Regions from separate parts of the Manis javanica genome. Here region 2 is linked to region 1. The links are chromatin contacts, called in public Hi-C maps. All regions are on one chromosome and are shown on one strand. The core of a region is the stretch at or near the end of the contact, and the rest is flanking DNA. Distances in the headings are between cores, read along the strand shown. Region 1 holds the start of ANKRD40 (ankyrin repeat domain 40). Region 2 holds the start of SPATA20 (spermatogenesis associated 20).

The links. Hi-C and Micro-C count contacts between places; a contact is called where the count stands out from the background.
Region 2: a contact with region 1 is called in a Hi-C map of blood, with 4 times the contacts expected there. The contact joins the promoter of SPATA20 here to the promoter of ANKRD40 in region 1. A contact is called at or near these places in 2 of 2 Hi-C or Micro-C datasets (blood and fibroblasts).

Annotation. Positions count from the first base shown.
Region 1 is chr4:155,850,335-155,856,481 of MJ_LKY, reverse strand. It overlaps ANKRD40 (ankyrin repeat domain 40), which reads right to left and starts at 2,256. Exons shown (of 5, transcript XM_017669487.3): 1 at 1,875-2,256. The coding sequence starts at 2,008.
Region 2 is chr4:155,990,082-155,996,474 of MJ_LKY, reverse strand. It overlaps SPATA20 (spermatogenesis associated 20), which reads left to right and starts at 1,440. Exons shown (of 16, transcript XM_017669474.3): 1 at 1,440-1,636; 2 at 2,584-2,763; 3 at 2,867-2,931; 4 at 3,118-3,272; 5 at 3,358-3,501; 6 at 3,600-3,801; 7 at 4,034-4,164; 8 at 4,266-4,370; 9 at 4,615-4,689; 10 at 4,796-5,005; 11 at 5,088-5,280; 12 at 5,579-5,747; 13 at 6,037-6,248. The coding sequence starts at 2,639.

The DNA.
Region 1 (6,147 bases), core at 1,007-3,506:
AGGTGACAGAGTGATGGCTTTGTACCAGAGTAGTAGTGCTAGAGTTAGTGAAAAGTAGTCAGATTCTGACCATAGCTGAAGGTGGAGCTGGAAGAATCAGCCAAACGACTGAGTATGGGGTGTGGGGGAAATACAGGAGGCAAAGAGGGCACCAGGGGTTCTGGTCTGAGCACCTCAGATGTGGAGATAGGGAAGACTCAGAGGAGCAGGTCTGGGGGAGTTAGAGGGGTGAGGGGACATCGGAAATTCAACTTGGACATGTTGAATTTGAGGTGACTCTTAAACATCTTCCCCAATTAAATCTATGAGAAGCCTCTTCAGGTTATATCAAATTCAACTTAACATTTGCTGAGCAACTACAATGCCAGGCATTGTGGTTGGAAACAGGTCTGAAATTAGATGTTGGGTTCATTTACCAGCTCCACTAATTACTGTAAATTCTATGACCTTGGGGAAATAACTTAATCTTTCTGAGCCTCAGTTTCCTCACCTGTAAAATGGAAAATAACAATAGCTAATGTCCTTGAGTAGCTGTGAATGAGATAATACATATAAAGAACTTAGAACCTCCTTTGTGCGACAGAGTAGGCTAAATAATTGATAGCTATTTACATTATGCTCCTTACATGCTCACAACATTAAGTAACTTAGGCAAGGTCCAGAGCTAAGCAGAAACAGAAACTGCAGCAGACCCGGCTCATTCTTCTATACAACACTGCCTCCCAGTGCCAAAGCAGTGATTCACAACTTGTGAATCAGAGCAATGCTCAGAGAAGGGACACATAGAACAGCAAGCTTGTTTGCAAACAGTCTTAAACAAAACAAAATAAAAAAGAGGCAGTATCTACTGTTTTCTGGCTTTCTAGGCAGCTACCCAGGCTGTTTTCTTTAGGGTAAGGAGGTAGAGAGATTTGTGAGTAAGACAGGAAACCATGGTTGTGGTCCTAGCTGTCATACGAATAGTTATGTATGACCTAGGGCAAGTTACCCTGTAGTGTTGAATCTATCTCCCACGTCCCTTTCAGTTCCAAATTGTATGTTTCCACTTAAAAAAAAAAAAAACACTTGCAAACTCACTTTAACTCTAAGCTAACAAAATAGGCTGGTTAAGCATTACCTGGATCAAATAAAAATTTTAAATGTAAATGTGAAGAGAGCAGAATACCACATACAGTAACTTAACACTAAAAATTTGAACACCAGCACATCTTAAAATGAGACTCCTTATTTAATTGGAAAGGAATCTATTGCACGTAGGCATCTAAAGCCTTGGATCAAATTCTGTATTTGAAATTGTAATAAGAAAAAACAAAACATTCTATAGGACAAACGAATCAGTCTTCCCTCAACAGGCAGTTGTTGGCAGCCGCAAGTCACTGCTGCAGTGAGACAACAGACAAGCAGGATAGTGATGCAAGTGATTTTTTTTCTGGTCTTGGGAAAATAAATCGTGCTAGTTTATAGGATTCATATTTACGCAGTTGCTTATACTTTATGCTTCGCACAGATGTGTTCTCCAGAGGCAAAGTAATTCATAATCGAACTGGGGGTGAGCTCCTTATCAACGTGAGAATTCAACCGTCGCCAACACTGTTCTGGCTAAGTTAGCCAGGGGGCTGCAGGGGGGCCGCGCCAGGGTTCGGGTGGGCGCTGCCCGGGGAGGCCCACGTGGGCGGGAAGTTGGGCCGCGCTCCTGACTACACGAAGCACAGGGGCCAGGGCTGGCCTCAAGAGCGCACAACCTCCGAGGCCTTTTTGGGAGCCAGGCCACGCCTCAGTGGGCATCCGGGGACAGCGCTAGGCCAGTCGCCCGCTCCACGCCCGGGCCTCGAGTCGGCTGCTCTGACCCTAGGCCTCCCCCGCTCCCCACTTACCAGCCGTTGACCTCATTTTGGGAGTTCACATCCACCCCGCTCTCCACCAGTTTCTGCACCTCCCGAATGTCCCCCAAGGCCGCGGCCTCCCGCAGCCTCTCCTGCTGCTCCTTCTGCTCTAGGAGAGCGCTCATCTTCCCCTCGGCCTCAACACTCCGCCCGTCCCACCCCGGGCCAGTCAGCGCCGCCGCCACCGCTGCCCGCCCCCAGCCATGGGGAGATTGCAGAGAGCTCGCCCGGCCCGCTCGCGCCGCCTCCAGCGCCCGGCCCGGGGCTTCTGCTTCCTCGCGCGGGCCGCCCGCCCCTCCACTGCTGCTCCCGGCCTGCAGGCCTAAGCCTCCTCCCGGGCCGCGCCTCCCGAAGGCCGGCTCCGGGGGACTCAATTCAGAGTGACAACTCTGACCCAGATATTTTCCGTTCCTACCCTCGATCCCTGGCGCCCGGGCGGGCTGTTTATGTAACTGCTGCACGATATTATCTGCGGTGATTCATGGACTATTTTTAGACCTCCCCACCCCGCAGCTTCAAGAGATGAGGACAGACACATGGAAAGAGAAAAAAAGTATATTCAAGAGCCAGAAAAGGCTTATCCTCTGGCGCAGGCTGTTTACCAGGCATCAAAAATAATTGTTTTTTTCCTCACTAGTGTGTGTCTCTTTTTCCTTATCTGAGCCAGCTCTTGCCCAGCAGGATGGGGAAATGGGCTGAAAACGATCCTACTATTATTATATGCTCATTATTGCAGAGATAGATTGCACTGTTCTTTCTTCTTTTGACAGTGCTTGGGACCATTCAATTCGAATATTTATTTCATTTCCTGTTGTTTTACATCTCATTTTAGATAGGGATTTCTTCTAACTTGGCTTTCAGGAAACATATATTGTGCCTAGAGTCTATAAACTGTAATTTATTACTGCTTATAAATCATGATTAATTACTCTTCACAAAGGCCATGTAAAGAAAAAAGAAACACCGAAGAAGCTATGGAATTATCCGGATCCTGATGCCAGAAGCTCTGGGGAGAGCTATGGTGTATATATAAACAGCATTCTGTCTGACTCCTTGCCTAATCAACCTAATGCTCAGAGTCTGGGGTGGCAGTATTATGGTTTTGCTGAGCCTGGTGGGCCTAGAGAGATCTTCGAGTATGGCACAGGATGCAACCTTGCAGATGGGGTTAGGAGGATTAAGGAAATAAGCCTGAGGTGGAAAGGAGGAAGTCTTGAATAAAAAGAGATGAAATGGGAAGGGACAAATTTAGGTATGGAGTTTTTATTTCCCTCTCTTGGGACTGCCACAGGGTCTGCACAGCAAGCATTTTCCTTGCTACTGTTTAAGGAAACCCCATGTCTGTTTGTTTATTATGATACAGTAATTCACACAGAACTCAGTGCACACCAGGTGGTGCTGAATATAAACTGGCTGTGCACTTGAATTGATCCTCATGGCAAAATGGAACTCTGCTTGGCCTTACATTTTTATTTGTCCCCCAATTTAAATTTAATTCTCATATCCAGCATGATATTCTATCTGAAGCTGATGTGCATAGCAGTGGAATTGGGCCCTTTAACAAGCAGTTAAAAAATTTTAGTAGTGACTGCATGCTAGTCTGTGAGTTCTCTTTTTTTGTCAAATTTCCTTTCTTTAAAAGGATTATAGCATGTGCCCTATAGTAACTGCTGAATCAGTGAATATTAGTATCTTCTTAAACCCAACTTCTACTTATCTTTGACTCCAATCTTCTGCTTATTCTCTTCACCTAAAAAACAAAACTTTGTCCACAAACCAAACCTTTAACCTTGGCCATAACTGGAGGCAATCTGATGGCTAGTGTTTTATTTCATTTACCTATACTTTTCTTGTCTCTAGGGAATTATCTAACCCACTGTGTGTATTCAGCATGCACTGTTTGTCAGGTACTCCCCCAGTCACTGAAGATGCTGCTGCAAACCAACCAGTCCCTGATTTCAAAGAACACACAGTCTAGCATGGGAGTTAAGGCCAACTACAGAAAATGGTAAGTATTACCATAGAAGCAGTATGGCACAGGCATAGTGCTTGTGAGTAAGGAGATGAAAACCAGACAGCTTTGCCACTCACATGATCTTGGATGAGTCACTTAAACTTTCTGTGCTTCTAACTCTGTCATGTGCAAAAAAGGGATAATAACAATAGCACTTGATTGCAGGATTGTTCTATGGATTGAATGAATGACTATGTGTTAAGTCTGGTCATTGGAAATGCTCCATGGGTTGTAAGTATGTTATAACAAGGTCAAGGCAAGGAAGAGCCCCTGATAGAATGGGAGGGCAGTAATGGCCAGGAGACAACGATAACATTCTAACACCCAGATTTCTGGCTGGGTAGATAATGGTGCCATTTACTGAGATTTAGGCCAAAGAACGAAGAGAAGGTTTCAGGTATGGTGATAAATTCACTTTTGAATCTGTTGTGTTAAGCTTTCTGAGACTCTTTAATTACTACTACTATTAACATTGACTCATTGGCAGGCACTATGCTAAGTGTTCTACATGAATTATCTCATTTAATTCTCACAGCAACCCCGTAAGGTAGGACTATTGTTATCTGAGACACAGAGACATAACTTGCCCAACACTATGCAGCTTAATGATGGAGCAAGGCTTTGAACTCAGTTGGACTCCAGAGCCTGTGCTTACTTTTCAAATTTTCAGCTAAGTGGAGATGCCCAGTAAACAGCTGTATACATGGGTGTGAGATTAAGGAAGGAGTTCTGGGCAGGTGATTTGGGTTTGGTAGTCACCAGCAAAAGGTGGTGAGAGGGTGTTGAGTCCTTAGAGAAGGCAGCCAAAGACAGAACCCCAAAGGGAACCCAGTATTTTAATACTGGGCAGAAGAGTAGAAATTCAACTGAGACTGAAAGAAGAGAAACTGAAATAGCAGGTGAAAAGCAAAGGGGTCAGAGAGTTTGGAGAAAAGAGATGATCCACAGAGTCAGATGCTGCAGAAATGACAGGAAAGAAAGAATGGCAAAGTGTAGAATGCATTTGAGCACAAGGAGATTGATGGTGACCCTGGAGATGGAAGGAAGTGGCAAAGGAGTGGTAGGGATGGCAGGCAGACTATAATAGGGTGAGGAGTGAACAGGATCTACCTCCTATGTGTTACATACTGTGCAAGAATATGGGAATACAAGGATGAAGAAGGAACGGCATATGACCCAAAGGAACTTTCACTTTAAAGGAAAAGACTGATAGTTGTAATATCCTGTGACCAACCCCAAAATGTACAGGGATGTTTAAGGCTGTAATATGGTGATACAATGAAGAGGGTGATGGGCTGTATGTGACAGGCAGAGAATGAGGGTCTGGGTTGTCTTCATAGGGCTAATGATGCTTGGGCTGTGAGCACAGAAAGAAGGTAGGAGTAGCAGGGGTGAGAGAAGAACATTCTGGAGAACATGCCTGGAGCTGTGCAACATGGTGCACTATGGTAGGAAGTAGGGGTGTTCAGGGTGAGGGGAAGCAGTAGCAGATGAACTTGGAGAAGCAGGTCAGATCATGGGTGACCTTGTGGTAGAATTTTAGAAAGGGGATGATTGGGAGCCATTGAAGAGTTCTGAGAGGAGAAGAGGCACGGCCGATTTATGTTTAGAAAGGTGACTGAGGCACCACAGCAGATGGGGGACAGAGAGGTGGGGCCTCCCTGGAGGCTGAGAAGTGGTTGGAAGACCCATAGTGACTACGGCAGTTTGCTTGAGCTGCTCTAACAAAATACCAGACAGGGTTAAACAACAGAAATTAATTTTCTCCTAGTTCTGGAGGTCAGAAGTTCAAGGTGTGAGCAGGTTTAGTTCCTCCTGAGGCCCCTTGCCTTGACTTGCAGGTGGCTGCCCTCCCTGTGTCCTTACACTGTCTCTCCTCTGTGTGTGTTTCCCAGGTGTCTCTTTCTGCAACCAAATCTCCTCTCCTTGGGAAGACACCAATTAGATCGGACTGGAGCTCACCCTAACAGCTTCATTTTAACTTAATCAATCTTTAAAGGTCCTATGTCCAAATACAGTCACATTCTGGGCACTCAAGGTCAAGGCTTCAATATATGAATTTGACATTAACACTTTTCATTGGAAACTTGTAGGGAATGGGGTCTGCAGACTGCTGGCTGATAAGATTAAGTTGTTTCCCATCTCATCATTTGTAAATAACTCATACAATCTGTAGACATTATCTATAAACTGGGCATTGTGATGTTATAAATAAACAAAGACTACTTTTATCTCTGGGTCCCTGATGCC
Region 2 (6,393 bases), core at 191-2,690, 140 kb before region 1:
TCTCCTCACTGCAGTCTCCCTGGATGATGCCCCCTGGTTTCTTCCATGACCTCCCCTCTGCATTGCAGAGCCTTGTCATCTCCACATATGTGTCTCAAGGGAATTTCAAACCTACATTCCAAGAATGATCTCATGAACACCCCCACCTGAGCCTTTCCCCAACCCCCTCCTTGAAAATGGCCTCACCACTCAGCACAAGCCCCACTTTGCAAATCACTCTTAGTACCTCCCTCTCCCTCACTGCCAATTTTGACGTTTCCTCCTCTACAGACCTTGAGGCCATCTACTCTTGATCTCCACCTACACCTGGTATAGGGCCCCACCATCTCCCCCAGAGCCTGCTAAGGCCTCCTAACCATGCCTGCTTCCACTCTTACTCCTTTCAAGTCCATTCTCCACTGGAAACCAGAGGGATCTTTGTAAAATGTAGGGTCACTCCCTTTACTAAAACCCTCCAACATCTTCTGCTCTCATCAGTAACCAAAACTCCTTTTCATAGTTCACAAGTCCCTCCAAGACCTGCCCTCCTCCCCAGCCTCACAACCTCATCTACTACCTTTCTTCCTTAGTTCTCTGTCCTGCAGCCATGTGGGCCATCTGCAGTTCCCCAGCACTGACTCATTGCCACACCACAGGGCCTTTGCACATCTGTTCCTCCTGCTTCCCCAGCATTCTTCTCACACCCTCTCTGGATTCCATCCTCTTGTTCTTCAATGGCTGCTACACAAAGGTGATTTCCTCAGGGAAGCCTCCACCCACTCCCCACTCCCCCACCCCACCCCTGCCACCACTGCCTCTCCCACCAGACCAGGTTTCTTGTCATACCTAGTCATGCCACTAATTACAGTGGGTGGTTGTACATTAATTTGTATGGCTGTCAGATTAGCTTCTGCCTCCCTCATCAGACTGTGAGCAACACAAGGGGAGGAGTCTGGTTTCTCTCTGCCCATCATTGTACCTAGCAGAGTGTCTGGCAGCCAGTGGGCATTCAATATGTATTGGCAGAATGTAGCAAATGGGACAAGGGTGTAAAGTACATGATAGGACATAAAGTTGGCTCATCATTATTATTCAGAGAAGGCTTCTTGGAGTGCGTGGGATTTGAGCAGAACCTTGAGATGGAGAGGACAGGCAAAAGCAAAACTCACTGGTGGATGGGCCTGGAAAACACATGCCTTCTGCTTGCACCTCATTTCCCATTTGTAAAATGGGCAAGGGTTGGACAAAATGAGCTGAGACTGGCATACCGAGGTCCTGGCATCCTCACAGCCCTCCACGTTCTCCTCATGGGGGTTATGCTTCCGCAGGCAGCTGGTTGAGATTCAGCTGAGCCATCCCAATTTTGTGCACAGACCTGGGTCCTGTCAACCCCGGGCTGTTGGGTCTGCAATCCCTCATTCAGCCACCGGGAGGCGCTCGGAGACCAGCCTCGCCGCCGGGAGTTTCGACTAAGACCCGCCTGTGTGCGGCTCGGTGGATGCTCGGGCCCGCCTCTCACAGCCTCGGGCTCTCAGTCGTGTACGCGGTGTCTCGGCCCACAGCCGCGAGTAGCCGGGCTGGGCGCGCAGACCCGGCAGTGCCGCGGCCTCCTGCTGCCCCACCCTGGGCCGGGCCTCGTCGCGAGCCTCAGATACGGGTGAGTGAGTGGGCCGCTGTGGCGCGTCCTGTGTCTGGGGGGCCCCGGGACCGGTCGTCCCGGCGCTGGTCCCCAATGCGTGCCCGATCACCTCCTCATGCCTGTCCTCCCCGCACCCCCAGTCTGCTCCCACGACCTGACCCAAGCAGCCATGCCCTCCTTACCCCCGCCCCCCCTGGGGGGGCCGCAGGGCTAGCTCCCCAGGGACTCTGTTCTGACACCTCCTCCAGGAAGCCTTCCTTGAACCACAATTCTGGGCCAAGGGTCCTTGTCCAACAGTACCCTGGGCTGGCCTGTCACAGTTCTTATTTCTGCAAGGGTCTGCCATTATTTAGGTCTGCTCTGCAGCACCACCTGCCTAGGCTGAGCCCCCTATCAGAGCCGGTTTCTGATTCTCTGGGGGTCCTGGGATCCTGGCACAGGACCAGGTTTCTCAGGAGTGCCCAGTGAGTGGAAGTTGAGTGAGGAAGTCCCCATTGTTGATTTTCCTCTTGTTGCCCCTCACCGGGGCCAGTCCCAAACCCAAATATGCTTGCTGTCCAGCTACCAGCAGTGTGCAGCCTTCCTGCCCAGATGGCACACCCAGTCATGCCAAGGAGACATCCCCAGCAACCCCCCCCGGGGGAGGGGCCCTGTTAGGGGGACAGAATGGAGCCTTATGGACAATTCTACCCGCTGTGACTCATGCTGACCTCACAGTCATCATCCTTGCCGCCACCTGGTCCAAGGGGTTGGGGGAGGCTAACCTGGCAGGGAGTCCCAATGAGCCACATTTCTTCAGCCCCCAAAAAACACAAGGGGGGTCACAAGGGTCTCCCCCGTGGTTCAGAAAGGTAGGTGGGGCTGGGAGCCGGATTCTGGGAAGGGTGCTTGGAGTGGGGTGGGGTGGGGCAGGCCCCTGTGGTAGGTGGGTGGGGACCCTTTGCCTGACCCATCTGCCCATGCAGGGGTAGCTCCTCCCGGGACAAGGACCGAAGTGTGACAGTCAGTAGTTCAGTGCCCATGCCTGCTGGAGCGAAGGGAAGCCAACCCAAATGCACCCAGTCCACCCCTCAGAAGGTCCCCAATCGCCTGATCAATGAGAAGTCACCATACCTCCTGCAACATGCCTACAATCCTGTGGACTGGTGAGTACCTCTCCCCAAGTGACGCTCTCCTCCAGGCTGCTGGGTCTCAGCCCCTTTTCCCTCCCCTCAGGCTTATAAGTGGTGCCCTACCCTGCTGACCTAGGTACCCCTGGGGAAAGGAAGCCTTTGACAAAGCCAGGAATGAAAACAAGCCAATTTTCCTTTCAGGTAAGACACCTGCCTTCCCTGGGATAGAGGGTGGAGGAGTGATAGGGGATAGGGGAAGGGTCCTCTGGACCTGGGACCCCCAGGAAACTAGAGGTCAGGGTCTCTTCAGTCCAGCTTGGGCCCCTTGACTGGCCTTCCTTGTGGTCAGTCACTCTGCCCGCTGGGCCCCCCATGGCCCCATTCTAGTGGGATACTCCACCTGCCACTGGTGCCATATGATGGAAGAGGAGTCCTTCCAGAACGAGGAGATTGGCCAACTGCTCAATGAGGATTTTGTCTGTGTGAAGGTGGACCGGGAGGAGCGACCTGATGTGGACAAGGTATACATGACCTTTGTGCAGGTGAGTGGTCTTCCCATGGAGGGGTGGGGCGGGGGTTGCCTTTGCACTAGGGCCACTCCCCTCACCCTTGCCCCTTCTCTGCTAGGCCACCAGCAATGGTGGGGGCTGGCCCATGAATGTGTGGTTGACTCCCAACCTCCAGCCCTTTGTGGGGGGCACCTATTTCCCCCTGGAGGATGGCCTGACCCGAGTTGGCTTTCGGACGGTGTTGCTGAGAATACGGGACAAGGTGGGTGTGCATCAGGGAGTGGGGAGACCAAGGTCAAGGGCGAGGAGACAAGGGGCCCCACCCATGCTGACTTCCAGGTCTGCCCCTGCCTCCTATAGTGGAAACAGAACAAGGGTGCCCTGCTCGAAAACAGTCAGCGTGTCACCACAGCCCTGCTGGCTCGGTCGGAGATTAGCATGGGTGACCGCCAGGTGCCACCCTCTGCTGCCACCATGAAAAGTCGCTGCTTCCAGCAGCTGGACGAAGGCTATGATGAGGAGTACGGTGGCTTTGCTGAGGCCCCCAAGTTCCCCACACCGGGTCAGTGCCCCCCTCATGCGTTCCCTCCCCCAAGCCTGGCCTTCAAATATCTGTCTTGAACAATGATCTTCTGACCCCTGGCTGGTCATTAACCTCCTGCTCTCCTGACTGGCCCATGACCTCCTGACCTATTGAGGGAACTCCTAACCCCAGCCTAGCCAAGGGCCTCCTAATCAGGGATCTCTGCCCCCTGCCCCCTTATCCTCTTACTTGCTGCTCCTGGTGCCCACAGTGATCCTGAACTTCCTGTTCTCCTACTGGCTCGATCATCAACTAACCCAGGATGGTTCCCGGGCCCAGCAGATGGCCTTGCACACCCTGAAAATGATGGCCAATGGGGGTATCCGAGACCACGTAGGGCAGGTGATGGGGGCTAGGCATTTCCTGGAGGGGGCAGCAGGAGGCAGCAGGGTTGGAGGCAGAGGCTGGGATCAGCCTCCAGCCCTGTCTCTCACTTGGTACAGGGCTTCCACCGCTACTCCACGGACCGCCAGTGGCACGTCCCACGCTTTGAGAAGATGCTGTATGACCAGGGGCAGCTTGCAGTAGCCTATTCACAGGCCTTCCAGGTGACCCCTGACCCCAGCCTAGAGCAAGGACATCCAGCCTGTCCACCTACCTCTCGCTGCCCTTTCCAGGGCCTTCTTGGGGACTTGCAGTTCCCCCATAATCTCACTCCTAATTCCCTCCCATATGCCTGCTATCCAGGCTCCCTCCTCACTCTCCTGGGAGAATGTTGACTGTCTGTCCACCCTCGACCCCCAGTCCTCTCCTGGGACCTCTGCTTACATCCTCCTTCCCCCGACCCCTCAGATCTCTGGTGATGAGTTCTATGCTGATGTTGCCAAAGACATCCTGCAGTACGTGTCTCGGAACCTGAGTCACCGGGTGTGTGTCCACTGAGGCAGGCGGGCCTGGCTGCGTGGGGTCTAGGGGCATTCAGGGACTCTACTGCCCTGAAGGCTGTGACCAGCCAGTTCTCCCCTCCTTACAGTCTGGAGGCTTCTACAGCGCTGAGGATGCAGACTCGCCCCCGGAGAGGGACATTCGGCCCAAAGAGGGTGCCTTCTATGTGTGGACTGTCAAAGAGGTCCAGCAGCTGCTCCCCGAGCCTGTGCTGGGTGCTACCGAGCCGCTGACCTCGGGCCAGCTCCTCATGAAACACTATGGCCTCACAGAAGCCGGCAACATTGGCCCCAGTCAGGTAAGGATGCCTGGGGACATGGGAGGGGTCCTGAAACCAGATAGGTGAGTGGACTCCCTTGGACAAGGGCTCTTTCCCTCAGGACCCCAAAGGGGAGCTGCAGGGCCAGAACTTGCTGAATGTCCGGTATTCGCTAGAACTGACTGCTGCCCGCTTTGGCCTGGACATGGAGGCTGTACGGACCTTGCTCAATACAGGGCTGGAGAAGCTCTTCCAGGCCAGGAAACATCGGCCGAAACCGCACCTGGACACCAAGATGCTGGCCGCCTGGAACGGTGGGACTGCGGTGTCTTGAGGCTGATCCCATTTATAGAATCACCCTTCACAGGGCCCTTCTGTATGTCAGACACCTGCTAAATATTAATTCTTCCTTTACCAGGTTTATTCTTAATTTTCAGATTGTACTGAGGCTTAGACAGTTTAAATAACTCACCCATTGTCACACCTCAGCCCAGCCTTGCCTGGCACTGGAGCCCAAGCCCTTACTTGCTCACCCTGTTGCTCCAGAGAAGTGTCAAGTGGGGTGGCCATGCCTGGAGAGCCAGCCAGCTTTTCATGACCACCTCCCTCCAGGACTGATGGTGTCTGGCTACGCTGTGACGGGGGCTGTTCTGGGCCTGGAGAGGCTGATCAACTGCGCCATCAATGGGGCCAAGTTTCTGAAGCGGCACATGTTTGATGTGGCCAGCGGCCGCCTGATGCGAACCTGCTACACAGGCTCTGGGGGGACCGTGGAGCAGAGGTGGGAGACCAAGCAGCCCAGGAAGGCTTGTCTCCCTAGACAACCTTGGCTTTTCTCTTCCCCTTTCCTCTCTTCTGGGTAGCCTCTGGTCCTGGCTTAACCATCTGCCTGCTGTGAGCTCTTAACTTCCCTTTACCCACTTGCTCATCTGGGATATGGGTTAATGGTACCCAGCATAGAGGCAGATTTTGAGGGTAAAGTGAAAGAATACATGAAAAGGCCTCCTTTGGGAAAACCCCCTTCTCCCTGGGCCTGTCCCCAGCCGGTCGCCTAATGCCTGTTCCTACAGCAACCCGCCCTGCTGGGGTTTCCTGGAAGACTACGCCTTTGTAGTGCGGGGCTTGCTGGACCTGTACGAGGCCTCACAGGAGAGTGCATGGCTCGAGTGGGCTCTGCGGCTGCAGGACACACAGGACAGACTCTTCTGGGACTCGCAGGGTGGTGGCTACTTCTGTAGTGAGGCTGAGCTGGGGGCTGGCCTGCCCCTGCGTCTGAAAGACGGTCAGTGGTGGGTGTGTAGCTTGCCTGGGGTGCTGGACCCAGTTGGGACTTGGTTTTCCCTCGGGGAGGCACAAGGCAGTAGAGTGGTAAAGAGCTGGTGTGGCAGGGGCTTGGCCTTCCTGGGGCCATCTCTCCCATTTATTAA